2 separate regions of the Danio rerio genome follow, and region 2 is linked to region 1. A link is a contact called in public Micro-C data. All regions are on one chromosome and are shown on one strand. Each heading gives the region's core, a stretch centred on a gene start, on an enhancer-like site or on the middle of the called end of the contact. The rest is flanking DNA. Distances are from core to core; before and after follow the strand shown. Region 1 overlaps rnf19a (ring finger protein 19A, RBR E3 ubiquitin protein ligase). Region 2 overlaps znf706 (zinc finger protein 706).

The links. A called contact is a pair of places that touch in the nucleus more often than the background predicts.
Region 2: a contact with region 1 is called in a Micro-C map of caudal fin, with 5 times the contacts expected there. The contact joins two enhancer-like sites. A contact is called at or near these places in 2 of 18 Hi-C or Micro-C datasets (caudal fin and embryo).

Annotation. Positions count from the first base shown.
Region 1 is chr19:13,132,860-13,139,124 of GRCz12tu, reverse strand. rnf19a (ring finger protein 19A, RBR E3 ubiquitin protein ligase) reads left to right here. Exons shown (of 10, transcript NM_001326695.1): 9 at 650-793; 10 at 911-3,993. The coding sequence ends at 1,625. Among named protein-coding and RNA genes, the nearest start is that of parp10, 39 kb to the right of the region's middle. Within about 2 kb of position 3,109, at least 7 of the 62 cell types and tissues checked have an H3K27ac peak or open chromatin away from gene starts, as enhancers often do. A contact at or near this core is called in caudal fin, where this site is marked.
Region 2 is chr19:13,304,613-13,310,877 of GRCz12tu, reverse strand. It overlaps znf706 (zinc finger protein 706), which reads left to right. Exons shown (of 3, transcript NM_205612.3): 3 at 1-28. Among named protein-coding and RNA genes, the nearest start is that of ywhaz, 9.3 kb to the right of the region's middle. Within about 2 kb of position 3,822, at least 5 of the 62 cell types and tissues checked have an H3K27ac peak or open chromatin away from gene starts, as enhancers often do. A contact at or near this core is called in caudal fin, where this site is marked.

The DNA.
Region 1 (6,265 bases), core at 1,860-4,359:
ATGTTTAGTGAAACAAATTGCCTAGAATCTTATTGACCTCACATGTGACTTTAATGGAATTCAAGTGCATTCAAACAAGATCTTGAGCCAAAACTCATCGATTTAGTTTAAAATCATAGTTGTCCTACAAGTTTGTTTATTCAGAAGTACTTGCATGTATCACATGGCATGATCCCGTAAACGAATGGAAGCCATTTTGACCAAATCACAACACAAGTGCTCATATGAATGCACTTTAAAGGGTTTGTTCACCCAAAAGTACAATTTCTGCTATTAATTAGACCACTGTCATCGTGTTTTAATTTCCCGATACTCTAGCTCATCTTCAGTGCACAAATTAATGTATTGTAGATGAAATATAAGAAATTTCTTATCCTCCATAGAAAGCAACAATCCAAAGACTGTCTTTTTTTTTTTTTTTAGATTTATTAGATTTCATCTAATAAATCTTGATTTGTGTCCCAAAGATAATCTCAGGGAATTGCAATGAGATGGGGTGACTAACTAATAACAGCAATTTAATTTGTGGTTTAAGACCAGGTGGGAACATGGCTTTGATCTGAGCAGTCAAACTGCATTACAGGAACTTCTATAAACACATTCAGGTTTGGTGTGACCGTGCTTTAACGGTGCTGCTTGTGTCTCTCAGATTGGAGGTTCAAGCTGATGTTCAAAAGGAGCGTTGCAGTCTGAGTGGAGAGTCTGGTACCGTCAGTCTGGGGACAATCAGTGACAACGCTAGCACCAAAGCAATGGCTGGATCCATTCTCAACGCCTACTTGCCTATGGACAGGTCTGTTGAACAAGTCTAACGGTAGTTTTACAAGCATAGTTCAGTGAATTTGTTTATTAGTGTTGTAGAAAGCCAAGCTTTAATTAATGGGTTATTTATTTATTGATTTTGGAGCAGAGATGGGAACAGTGTGGAGGTGCAGGTGGATGTGGAATCTAAAAGAGGGAAGCTCCGGCACCACAGTGGCAGCAGCAGCATGGATGACGGCAGCAGTGGAGGCCCCGGGGCGAGTGCTTGCCCCTCTGGCTGTCTTCACGACGGCAAATGCGTCACTTCTCGCTGGGCCAAGGAGCCATCCTCCACTTCATCCTCATCATCTGGCAAGAAGAGTAAAGGAAAGCTGCGCAAAAAGAGCGGCGGAACCAAGATTAATGAGACACGCGAAGACATGGACGCACAGCTGCTGGAGCGCCGCAGCACCAACTCCAGCGAACTAGACTCTCCTTCTCTGAGCGGCAGCCTTCCGTCTGTGGCCGACTCGCACTCCAGCCACTTCTCAGAGTTCAGCTGCTCTGACCTGGACGCCTGCAGACCTACATGCTACGAGTCTCACATCCGCCATCCCAACACAGGCGGAGCGGTCAGCCCTCTTCCCGAAGTCGAAAACGACCGGCTGGAAAACTGTCCTGCTTCTGGGAGCCTCCCTCAAGCTATGGTAGCCCCAATCTCCCCCGATGGGGCGGCAGAGCGTCCTCTGTGCTACATTGCAGAGGAGAATGTGAGTTTAATGTGTGCGGCTAATGCGAGCCAGAGCTCGCCTAAAGAACGCAATAACAACCTTCCTCAGCCAGCTAGCCCTGTGCGCAACACCTGCATTCAAACCGAGATATAACCAGACGGGTCGACTTCACCCAAAATGCTTTCACAGCTAACCTCAACGCCCATTTTATTACCAAGGATTGCACACTGAATTGAAGATTTTGTTTTGGTGTTCTTCTTCGGGGGTTACGTGGAGGTTTTAACGTCCTGGTCTGATGGTCGATTGTTGAAATGTTGGAGAAGGCGCACCACTTTTTACACTGGTCAAGGGCAGGTTGTGCCTTGAGGTTTCAGAAAGTTGACCAAAGGTTACAGTTTGATTACCAGGCTTTGTTAAGACCTGTCGGTCTGCGCTTCTAGTTGGTCTAAAGCTTGGATATGGTTCGGAAAGTCAACAGATGAATGTAAGGCGGCAAGTGATGCACAGATACTGAGGATGATGATGCTGTTGATGATGTAGCTGTCAATCACATATGCCTCTTTCAGTGTTCTGGGTCGCTCTGATGAACAAGTACATAGATGAATCTCGCAAAAACGTCTTGCATAGTTCAACCCAAAATTAAAACCAGAAGAATGAGAAGAATGTGAAATAAAGCCTGTATTTAGAACAGGTTAGATCTGTGCTGACACAATTTCATGGTGATTAAAGAGGGAGTTCACCCAGAAATTAAGCCAGCTCTAAACCTGTCTGTTCTGTGGGACATATCGACATTTTGAAGCCTGTTAGCAGCCAAACAGTTTAGTCCCTCATTGACTTTCATTGTATTTAATGGGATCCAAAACTACTACTTTAAAACGTCATCATTTAAGTTCCACTAGAGATATTTTGCAGGTTTGAAATGGCATGAGGGAGTGTGAACTGTCCATTTAAGCATATTTCTCTTTATAATTTCTAATTTAATGTGTCAGATATTTTGGCTTTCTTTTATTTCTCTTGTAGGTAGTGATAATTCTCATTCTTATTACGATAATACAGTATTTTTTTATCTCCCTGTATTACCATAGAACAATTATTTCAATCACCATAAAGGCAGTACTGCAAATAGTACCATGACTTGCATTTATTAGTTTTATTGCAGTAATAAGAGTGAGATTTGTTTGCCAAAAAAAAAAAATGCAATATTTTCCTAAAAAAATTTCAGAAAGTCTTTTTCTTTAAGTAACATTTCCTTGATTTTGGGTTGGAATATGACATGACGTGTTCTTGACAGAGTTCATGTTACTGACCCGTGTATTCAGGCACCTTCACCACACATGTACACACATATACGCTCAGTTACCCAGCATATAGCTTTAGTCTGAGGAACCTGCACCTATTCAAAGGCAACGAGCAAGTTGAGAGGGAACCGACTCCCTTTTTTTTTTCCTGAGATGATACAAGATGAGCCCATGAGGGACCAGGCAATAGCAGATATTTCCCTATTCACAGCAGTGATTCTTGTACATGGTTGAGTGTTTAATTTTAGTTTTTTTTTTCATCACTGCTTGTTTTCCATTTTTGCGGGGAAAGTAGATGCTTTTGAGTTGAAGAAGCACTGAGAAGCTGAATGAAGTCGTATTGCGCCCCCTGCTGGTAAGATGGGGATAATTGACCAAACCCTCGTCTGGCATGTTTCAAACAAAGTTTCTTCAAAGCCAATTTAATGCTAATTTTCAATAGAGTTACTGTTTTGGGTGCAGTGGGTTTATATTTATGAAGCGGAAGGATTTGCATTGTTTATAAAAGAGAAAAAAAAAAACTACGTTCATTGTAAAGGATAAGATGGTAATCGCATTCAGGTTGTTTAAGTGATTATTTCTCTCTTTATTGTCATGTTTGTATCTGTATTGACTCATGGTGCCTTTTGGATCATAGAAAAACTGTTTGTTTCTCCGGTTTGTGTCTTATTAATTGAAATGTAATGGATGAGGCTGCATTGAATGTTAGCGAGGCGGCGTGGCATGGTTTCCTATCGTCTCTGTGCGCACGGTTATAAACTACACAACCGACCGCCTACCAAAGACAGCACTCAGGCTCACTGACGACGACGACGACTCGTCTCTTCAACACGCTCACCTCCTCGTCTCCTCGCCTTGTGTATGTGCGTGTGTGTGTGAGAGTGTGTGTTTGCACTGTTCATCCCAGTCCTGTTCGCGTCTACAGCCGGGTCTCTTCCAAGAGTGGACTTTTCTTGCTGCCGTTCTGGTGCTGCTCAGTAATCTCTCGGAACTGATCCAATGCCACAAGCTGCTTTGTTTTGTTGTTTATTGTTCTTTCTGTTTCTTTAGTGTTTTTTTTTTCTTACGTTTTGAGCCTTCCTGCCCATTTCTGTTCGAATATTACTTCAGAGAGTAGGGCCGTTTGATTTCTAACTTGTTCAAAACAGCTTGATATTTGTATATTTGCTTTATAATATGCGTGTAAATGCATATCTAAATGAAAATAAAAACATGAATCCAGATGTGCGTGTGGTATTTGTTGTTCATTTTTACGCAGCGGGGTGAAGAAGTGATGGGTTAGTTCACCCAGAAATTTGAAATGTCGTTTGCTCACCCCCATGTACAGGGTGGGCCATTTATATGGATACACCTTAATAAAATGGGAATGGTTTGTGATATTACCGTCCTGTTTGTGGCACATTAGTATATGTGAGAGGGCAAACTTTTCAAGATGGGTGGTGACCATGATGGCCATTTTGAAGTTGACAATCTTGGATCCAACTTTTTTGTTTACTTTGATTAAACAGTCTCTCGATCATTGCATGTAAAGATTTTGGATCTTCTTGAACATTTTCAATGCTTTCTAACAAGTGGTGTAGTGGATCACAAATCTCTCTGTTTGGATTACATAATGGTTTATGAGTCACGGATCGGACCATTTTTCAGATCAGCCAAAAAGAGGAGACAAATGTAATTTGCTTTCTATTTATCACAAAAACAGCACTGCAAGACACTTCTAGTTTTATCAAACAAAACTTAGAACCTGTCATTTTATTAAACTAAAAAATAAAGAAATAATCATCTGAATAAAAATAAATTGTAACATATTTAGGACTTTAAAATATTCACTGTTAAAATTGTTGCTGATAGAGCTAAATGTAGAAATCTAACATTATAATTTGTACAACCCACATTTATTTTTAGTCTTATTTTTAATAAATGAGTTTATTCACTCACAAAACTTAATGTTTCATTGCTAGATGTGTCATTTTTGAAGAATTATTCGGTGGCATATTTTTGATTGCTGGTTGTCGCCACCTATTGGTTACATAATGTAATTGCTGCCTACAACTTTTATTTTTAAGCACAGATTTGAATCTTTACCATAAACACCAGTGGTTTTATCTAAACTATAAACTGTTCTCCCAGTACTTCCGTGTTCTTTGACTGTTTGTAACTTTATAGCTAACTAAGACTAAAGACTCAATCTCTTTTTTGATTTTTGCGTTTTCAGATGTGAATGCAGCGATTTGAAGAATTCATAAACATATGCAAGTCACCATCATTTATGTTGCATGTTGAGATCTCCATCTTTTATTGATTAATCTTAATTTCATTTTACACTGAATGCATTAATGCAGGCTAAACAAGTAATGACAGAAAACACCTTTAAAAACCTAAGAAACCCACCACAGCTCAAATAACCCACCACAACTACATCATTATTATACTTTACAGGAAAGCCTGTATGCTTTTATACATGTGATTTGAATGACATGAGAGGTGATCTCTTTGCAATCGTTACTAATTTAGGATTAATCTACGAGAAAAAAAAATGTAATAATCCTCTGCTCACGTTTGTTCAGAACCATGGGTTGTGATCCATTTGGTTCATGGATCAATCGTGATCCGTCGCATCCCTATTTCTAACGGTTTGCTGCATTTATAAAGTGCCCGTGTCTTGAGGTAGTTCAGTATGATGTGGTTTCTATGATCTGATTGGACAGGAATCACAGGACTGGATTTTTACTCAGCCAATCCTCATAGACAGGAATAAATAAAATAGCGACTGCATGTTGAAGTAGTGGAGTAAAAGTATCGATGCAACACTAAAAATGTACTCAAGGGAAAGTAAAAGTAAATTTTTTTAAAAACGAAGTGAATTACAATTCCTGAGAAAAACCAATCATGCAGTAATTGAAGTATTTGTAATTTGCTACTTTACACCACTGCTTAAATCCCACACGTTTGTTACAAGTGGTAAAACGTAAATGGCCTAATTTTTCTTTTTGGTCTGACCTTTCAAATCTTAAGCATGTCATTTGTGTGTTGTCTGACATAGAGTGAATTTGGGTAATCTGGGACACCTAAGCTTCAGTGTGTATATTTCTGTTTATTTAAGGGCGCGTGTCAATCAGAAAGCTCTCATGCATGACAGGATTCTGACTAGACTAATGTTAAGGACATAAACCGGTCATAAATAAGACAATGTTCCCAGTTGTTGTCAAATCATGTTTGTGATCTATTCATGTACCTAAATATGTATTAAAGCGTTGAAAACGTTTTAAAGATTTTTTTTCTTTCGGACATTTTTTGTTGTCCCACATTTCTCAAATATGATAGATAACGGGGACAGCATGGTTTAAGTAATCTGGGACAATCTTTGAATGGGAGATTTATGCATTTAAAGACTTTATATGTTTAACGACTACAAAGATGGAATGTACAATCTTCTGTACACACACACACACACTATTTAAAAAAGAAAAAAGGGTTTGTCATGCATAAATATGA
Region 2 (6,265 bases), core at 2,573-5,072, 170 kb before region 1:
AATAAAGTTTAACTTTGTTTAAAAAAAAGTTGTGAGGCATGTCTTCGACGCAGCTGCTAAAATCACTGTTGACCATTGTGAAAGTCTAAAAATCTTCATTTAAATATGAGTTCGGTTTAGGAATGAACGTAGAGTTGACAGTGGCAACAGGAAAATGGTTTTTAGGACGATTGCTATGCATCATTACCTTGGCAATAAACAGCAGGTCATTAATCACTGAAGAAGCCAACAGAATCAGGCTTTGTTTTGGATTGTAGTGCATACGGGGCTGTGTTAATTGATTTTCAAACACTAAAAAGTGTCAAACTGTCATTATTTTGCTAATGAGCTATTTCAGAATAATTTAACCAATTAAAATTTACCAATTAAAAAAGATTATTGGTATAAATAAATGAATGTTGGTAAATTACGTTTACATATTTTACTTGATACAATCAAGTTTCTTTTTTAGTGCATGTGCTCAATGAGAGTTACACAGTGATTGTTCTATGCAGTGTTGTCATTAACTAAAACTGTTGAATCCTTTTCATTAATTGAAATAAAAATATGTTGTGTAAAACATGTAAAGGCAGCAATAATAACTTTCTGGCAACTTTGTAAGTACTACAATTTGTAAAACTGAATAGAAAAGAAGTTGAAAGAATACATCAATTAAAAACAAAACAAAATACTTAGAAATAAAATGTAATGCTAAATATTAATAAATGATAAAATCCTAAACCTTAAATAAAGGTATGTTTACTTGAGATGTTTACTGGGAAACTGAACAAAATTGAGTTAGTTGGTATTGGAACAAACATCTGTCCATGTGGAGTGGAAATGGCTCTTGTGTTAAAATTAATTAGTAAGTAGATTTTGGAGCCCATTGAAATAGGATCTCACAAACGTGCTTCATTTTAAGAAAAGAAGACTCCTCTATCGTGTACTTTTGCTTCCCAGTTTTATCTCTCATAATATAAAGCTGCTGTGTGTACGCTTTTAACTTTTTTAAAGCATAAAAATACCATAATATGCTTGCAGATATATGAGAAACATGTTAAGTGAACATACTTGTTAATGTGAAAAAACAATGCTGAAGTCAGATATTCTGTTTTTTTAATGTGTTGTGTGTCGAAACGTCTGTCTTTGTTCTGGTCTCACCCCAGGTTGCCTTGTTGGAAAAGGCTCTCAAAGCATACGTCCGTGACTGAAATGTGATCTCTGGTGGACTGTAGCAGACTCCGAAATGAGATTAAGACTTAGAGTTCCACATGAGGTTATTAATTAGCCAATAATATAAATATTTTGAGCGAAAACATTAGGTGAGCAGGTTACAACATGATGAGATTTGCAGTGATAAACATTTTGGCTGTTTGCACCACGAAACAAACAGAAATTTAAATGCAGCCATTCAGAAGCACAGAAAACTACACTGCACTTCAGCGAAATGGTGAGGTTTACAATCTAATTAATACATATTTAACCTCTTTAACATTATTAAATGTAGATGCTGAATCACGGAGTCACAGTTCTAAAGTTCAATTTCAAACTGTATATTTTTTAAGAACTGAGGTGAACTATGCTGCTGCTGCTGTCAGAAGTATGGCTATGAATGTCATGTAAAATGGCATTCGAACTCACACTATTAGCATTAAACACTAAATAAAGCACATGAGGTTTACCTGAGGTAAACATTTAACCTGTTGTTCAGCTGCAAGAAATAGATGCCATTTCTAGTTTATTAATTCAAGGCGTTGGTTAGAACAAAAAGTGCTTTTAATATGGAAAATAATACTTCTACACTCTCAAAAATAAAGGTATGCGAGCTGTCACTGGGGTGGTACCTTTTCGAAAGGTTCAGATTTGTACCTAAAAGGTCCATATTAATACCCCAGGGGTACATATTGGTAACAAAATAGTACAAAAGTGTTCCTCTTCAAATTTGTAGGTACTAGTTATATACTTTTGAGGTACAGGACCCTTTAAGTGCAAATGTGTACCTTTGGGAAAGGTACCACCCCAGTGACAGCTCGCGTACCTTTATTTCTGAGAGTGTATCGTGTGCCTTTGCTTTTATATGATACACAATTTAAATCAGCCTCAAGGTTCAATAAACATACACGCTCCTGTTGGTCCTCAATCTGGCAACCTGCACTTGCAGTTCAACCACTGGGTGTCAAATACTGCACTTTTAAAATTATTTTAATATTTGCAATGGACAACAAAACAAATATACTGAGAACCATCAGGTTTTTTTGTTATGGAGCTCTTGATATCTGCATTTAAATGTTAAATTACAGAACATTTGCGTATTGGGTTCCATTCAAATTTTTAATTCTATTTTTAAAACCGGTTGTTAAAACGTCTTACATTTACCTTTATAACACCTGCATTAACTTTGGTAAATTAACACGAGTCTTTACAATTTAGGTAAGTGAGTAATGTGCATAAAGTACGTGATAATGTGCATCCAGCAAGTTCTCGCAGAATTAAGTCTGGCAGACGTAGCTGTTATTCTCCATAACCAGCTGGATGTACATTATCCTGCTTATTACACGGCTACTTGTCACAAAACTATCAATTAAACGCAAGACATTGGTCCTGGGCGAGGCAGTGGCGCAGTAGGTAGTGCTGCCGCCTCACAGCAAGAAGGCCGCTGGTTCGAATTTCGGCTCAGTTGGCCTTTCTGTGTGGAGTTTGCATGTCCTCCTTGCCCTCGTGTGGGTTTCCTCCGGGTGCTCCGGTTTTACCCACAGTCCAAAGACATGCAGTACAGGTGAATTGGGTAGGCTAAATTGTCCATAGTGTGTGAATGTGTGTGGATAATTCCCAGAGATTGCGGCTGGAAGGGCATCCTCTGCGTAAAAACTTGCTGGATAAGTTGGCGGTTATACTGCTGTGGCGACCCCGGATTAATAAAGGGACTAAACCAACAAGAAAATGAATGACATTGGTCCTGTCTATAATGACTTTCAAGCTCTTTAATTAAGATGGCAAAATACATTTCTTTGAGATGGGTTGCAGCTGGAAGGGCATCCGCTGTTTAAAACATTTGCTGGATAAGTTGGCGGTTCATTCCGCTGTGGCGACCACGGATTAATAAAGGGACTTTGAATGAATGAATGTCGCCTCACAGCAAGAAGGTCGCTGGTTCGAGCCTCGGCTGGGTCAGTTGACATTTCTATGTCAAGTTTGCATGTTCTCCCTGCGTTCGCGTGGGTTTTCTCCGGGTGCTCTGGTTTCCCCCACAGTCCAAAGACATGCGGTACAGGTGAATTGGGCATGCTAAATTGTCCGTAGTGTATGGATGTTTCCCAGAAGTGGGTTGCGGCTGGAAGGGCATCCGCTGCGTGAAACGTGCTGGATAAGTTGACGGTTCATTCCGCTGTTGCGACCCCAAATTAATAAAGGGACTAAGCCAAAAAGAAAATGAAGGAATAAATGAATGAATGTCAAAAAACAAAACATTTTCTAAATCCTACTTCAGCCTTAAGATGGCGCCAAACTGTCAAGATCAGTGGAGTCATGGATCCATAATCAAGAATCAGGTTTCTAATGAGCCGTTATAACACAAATGGACATTTACATTTTGTTTTTATTTGTCATAATGTCATGGTAATAATTATTATCTTCTCAGGTGAAAGAATGTTGTTCAGTCACCAAAGGAATTTATTTCGATTTGATGCTTCAGATATAGACCTAATCTGCTGTCGTAATTGTTTCCGGTGAAGAACATTTAACTACAGGGTGCTTTATTATTGGGTAACAGTGATACTCTCCCAGAGCCAATCCCTGTTTATCCCACTCTCACTCAGGAGAATGCAGGCAGTCGATGAACATGTAGACGAACAGGAAGTTGCCCTGCAGGTTGAGACGAGTCCAGGCTGCTCTTCTCAAAGCAGGACACACCTTCCAATAAAGCTGTCTGGTGGAGAGAGTTACAACCACAGGACATCCCTCATCAGAAATCACTGGTACACTCTGAAATATACTGACTTTTAACCAAAGTTAGGGTGAAAATATGGACAAACACCGCTGTAGGGATATGTTTACATTAAATGTTTAACTCTAATGTTCAGTTTGGCTTTAAAATTGGGTTAAAACAGTCCAGTATTTAACATTTTTGGAGGGATACAGATTTTCCCGAAATAATATAAAGGGTTAGTTCAGCCAAAAATGGAAATTCTGTCATCATTTGCTCACTCTCATGTTTTTTTCCAAACCTCCAAAAATATATTCATCTTTCAAAGGCAAACTAATTCAGTTTTTAAGGCTTTGAAACATCAGAGATTTGGATTGACTTTCAATATTTGACAAAAATGTTATAGATTTGGTTAATGCTTTAAGGGAGAGTTCACCTGTAAATGAAATTGAATTTGCTCATTCTTCACTCCATTTCAGGCCTGTTTGAGTTTCTTTCTGTGATGCAACTCAAAGGAAGATACTGAAAAATGTTGTAAAAAAATAGCAATTGACTTCTATTGAACTATAAATCACTAAATGGCGGATTCACCAGACAAAATGGGGTGAATCTGCCTTCAGCTATAAGACCACCCGCTGCTGGAATCAGCTTCCAGAAATGATCAGATGTGCTCCAACATTGGGCACATTCAAATCAAGACTAAAAAACACATCTGTTTATCTGTGCCTTTACTGAATGAGCACTGTGCTACGCCCGACAGATCGTACTATTATGTATTTCTTTTCTTTTTTTCATTCTTTTATAACCCGTTTTAACACATTTTAATCTGTTTTAATCAATTTTAATACTTTCAGTTATTTTTATTTTCTTGTTTCTTTTATTGTTGTTTATGTAAAGCACTTTGAATTACCATTGTGTATGTAATGTGCTATATAAATAAATCTGCCTTGCCTACAATATAAAAAAATCTGTTATTTTTTTTCCGGCAGCTGGGGTGCTGAAAAAAATAAAATAAAATAACTGCCGTAAAGAAATTTACCGCAAAATACCAGACTGTAAATTACAACAATTTACCTGAAATGTCTGTAATTTAACGTTCGTTATTTTATTGTTACCGTTTGTAATTTAACGCCTGTTATTTTTCAATAAAACCCTGTAATTTAACGTCCGCTATTTTTTGATAAAAGTTTGTAATTTAACATCTGTTATTCTATGGTAAATGTCTGTAATTTAACGTTCGTTACTTTATGGTAAATGTCTGTAATTTAACGTCAGTTATTTTATGGTAAATGTCTGTAACTTAACAACTGTTATTTTATGGTAAACGAGTGTAATCTAATGTCCATTATTTTACGGTAAACGTCTGTAATTAAACGTCCGTTATTTTACAGGAAACGTCTGTAATTTACCGTCCGTTATTTTATGGTAAATGTCTGTCATTTAACGGCTGTTATTTCCTGGGAAATGTCTGTAATTTAACTTTCTTTATGGTAAATGTCTGTAATTTAACGTTCGTTTCTTTATGGTAAATGTCTGTAATGTAACGTCTGTTATTTTACGCTAAACATCTTTAATTTAACGTCTATTATTTTACGGTAAACATCTTTAATTTAACGTCCATTATTTTACGGTAAATGTCTGTAACTTAACGGCTGTTATTTTATGGTAAACGTCTGTAATTTAACTTTCTTTATGGTAAATGTCTGTAATTTAACGTCCGTTATTTCATGGTAAATGTCTGTAATTTAACATCCGTTATTATTCGGTAAACGTCTGTAATTTAACCTCTGTTATTTTACAATAAAAGTCTGTAATTTAATGTCTGTTATTTCACGGTAAACGTCTGTAACTTAATGGCTGTTATTTTAGGGTAAACGTCTGTTATTTAACGGGCGTTATTTTAAGGTAAATGTCTGTAATTTAAAGTCTGTTGTTTTATGGAGTACATCTATAATTTAACGTCCGTTATTTTACAGTAATATCCCAGCTGCCATAAAAAAACGTAAAATAACAGTTTTTTTTTTTACAGTGTATATTTAACAATTTTTATAGCCCCAAACATATTTTTCCTGTGTTTAAATCAAACAGCTTTTCATGCTTGGCTAGTTTATGCCAAGTATTAGTTTATGAAACAAATAGATGTCACAACATACAATCCAGGATTTGTGCCTGCACTTCATAATCATATAAAGTGGCAGATTAGCTTTTTCTAATCATTTACTAAGCTTCTCAAACTCCGTCTTTTCCATGTCCTTGTTGTAAATGCTAAACTGTGCATTATAACTAATTGTCCGTGAGTCTGTGTCATTAATGACTCACCAATGACAATGATGGTTTATCAGAGCTGAGCCTGCTGAAGTAGGT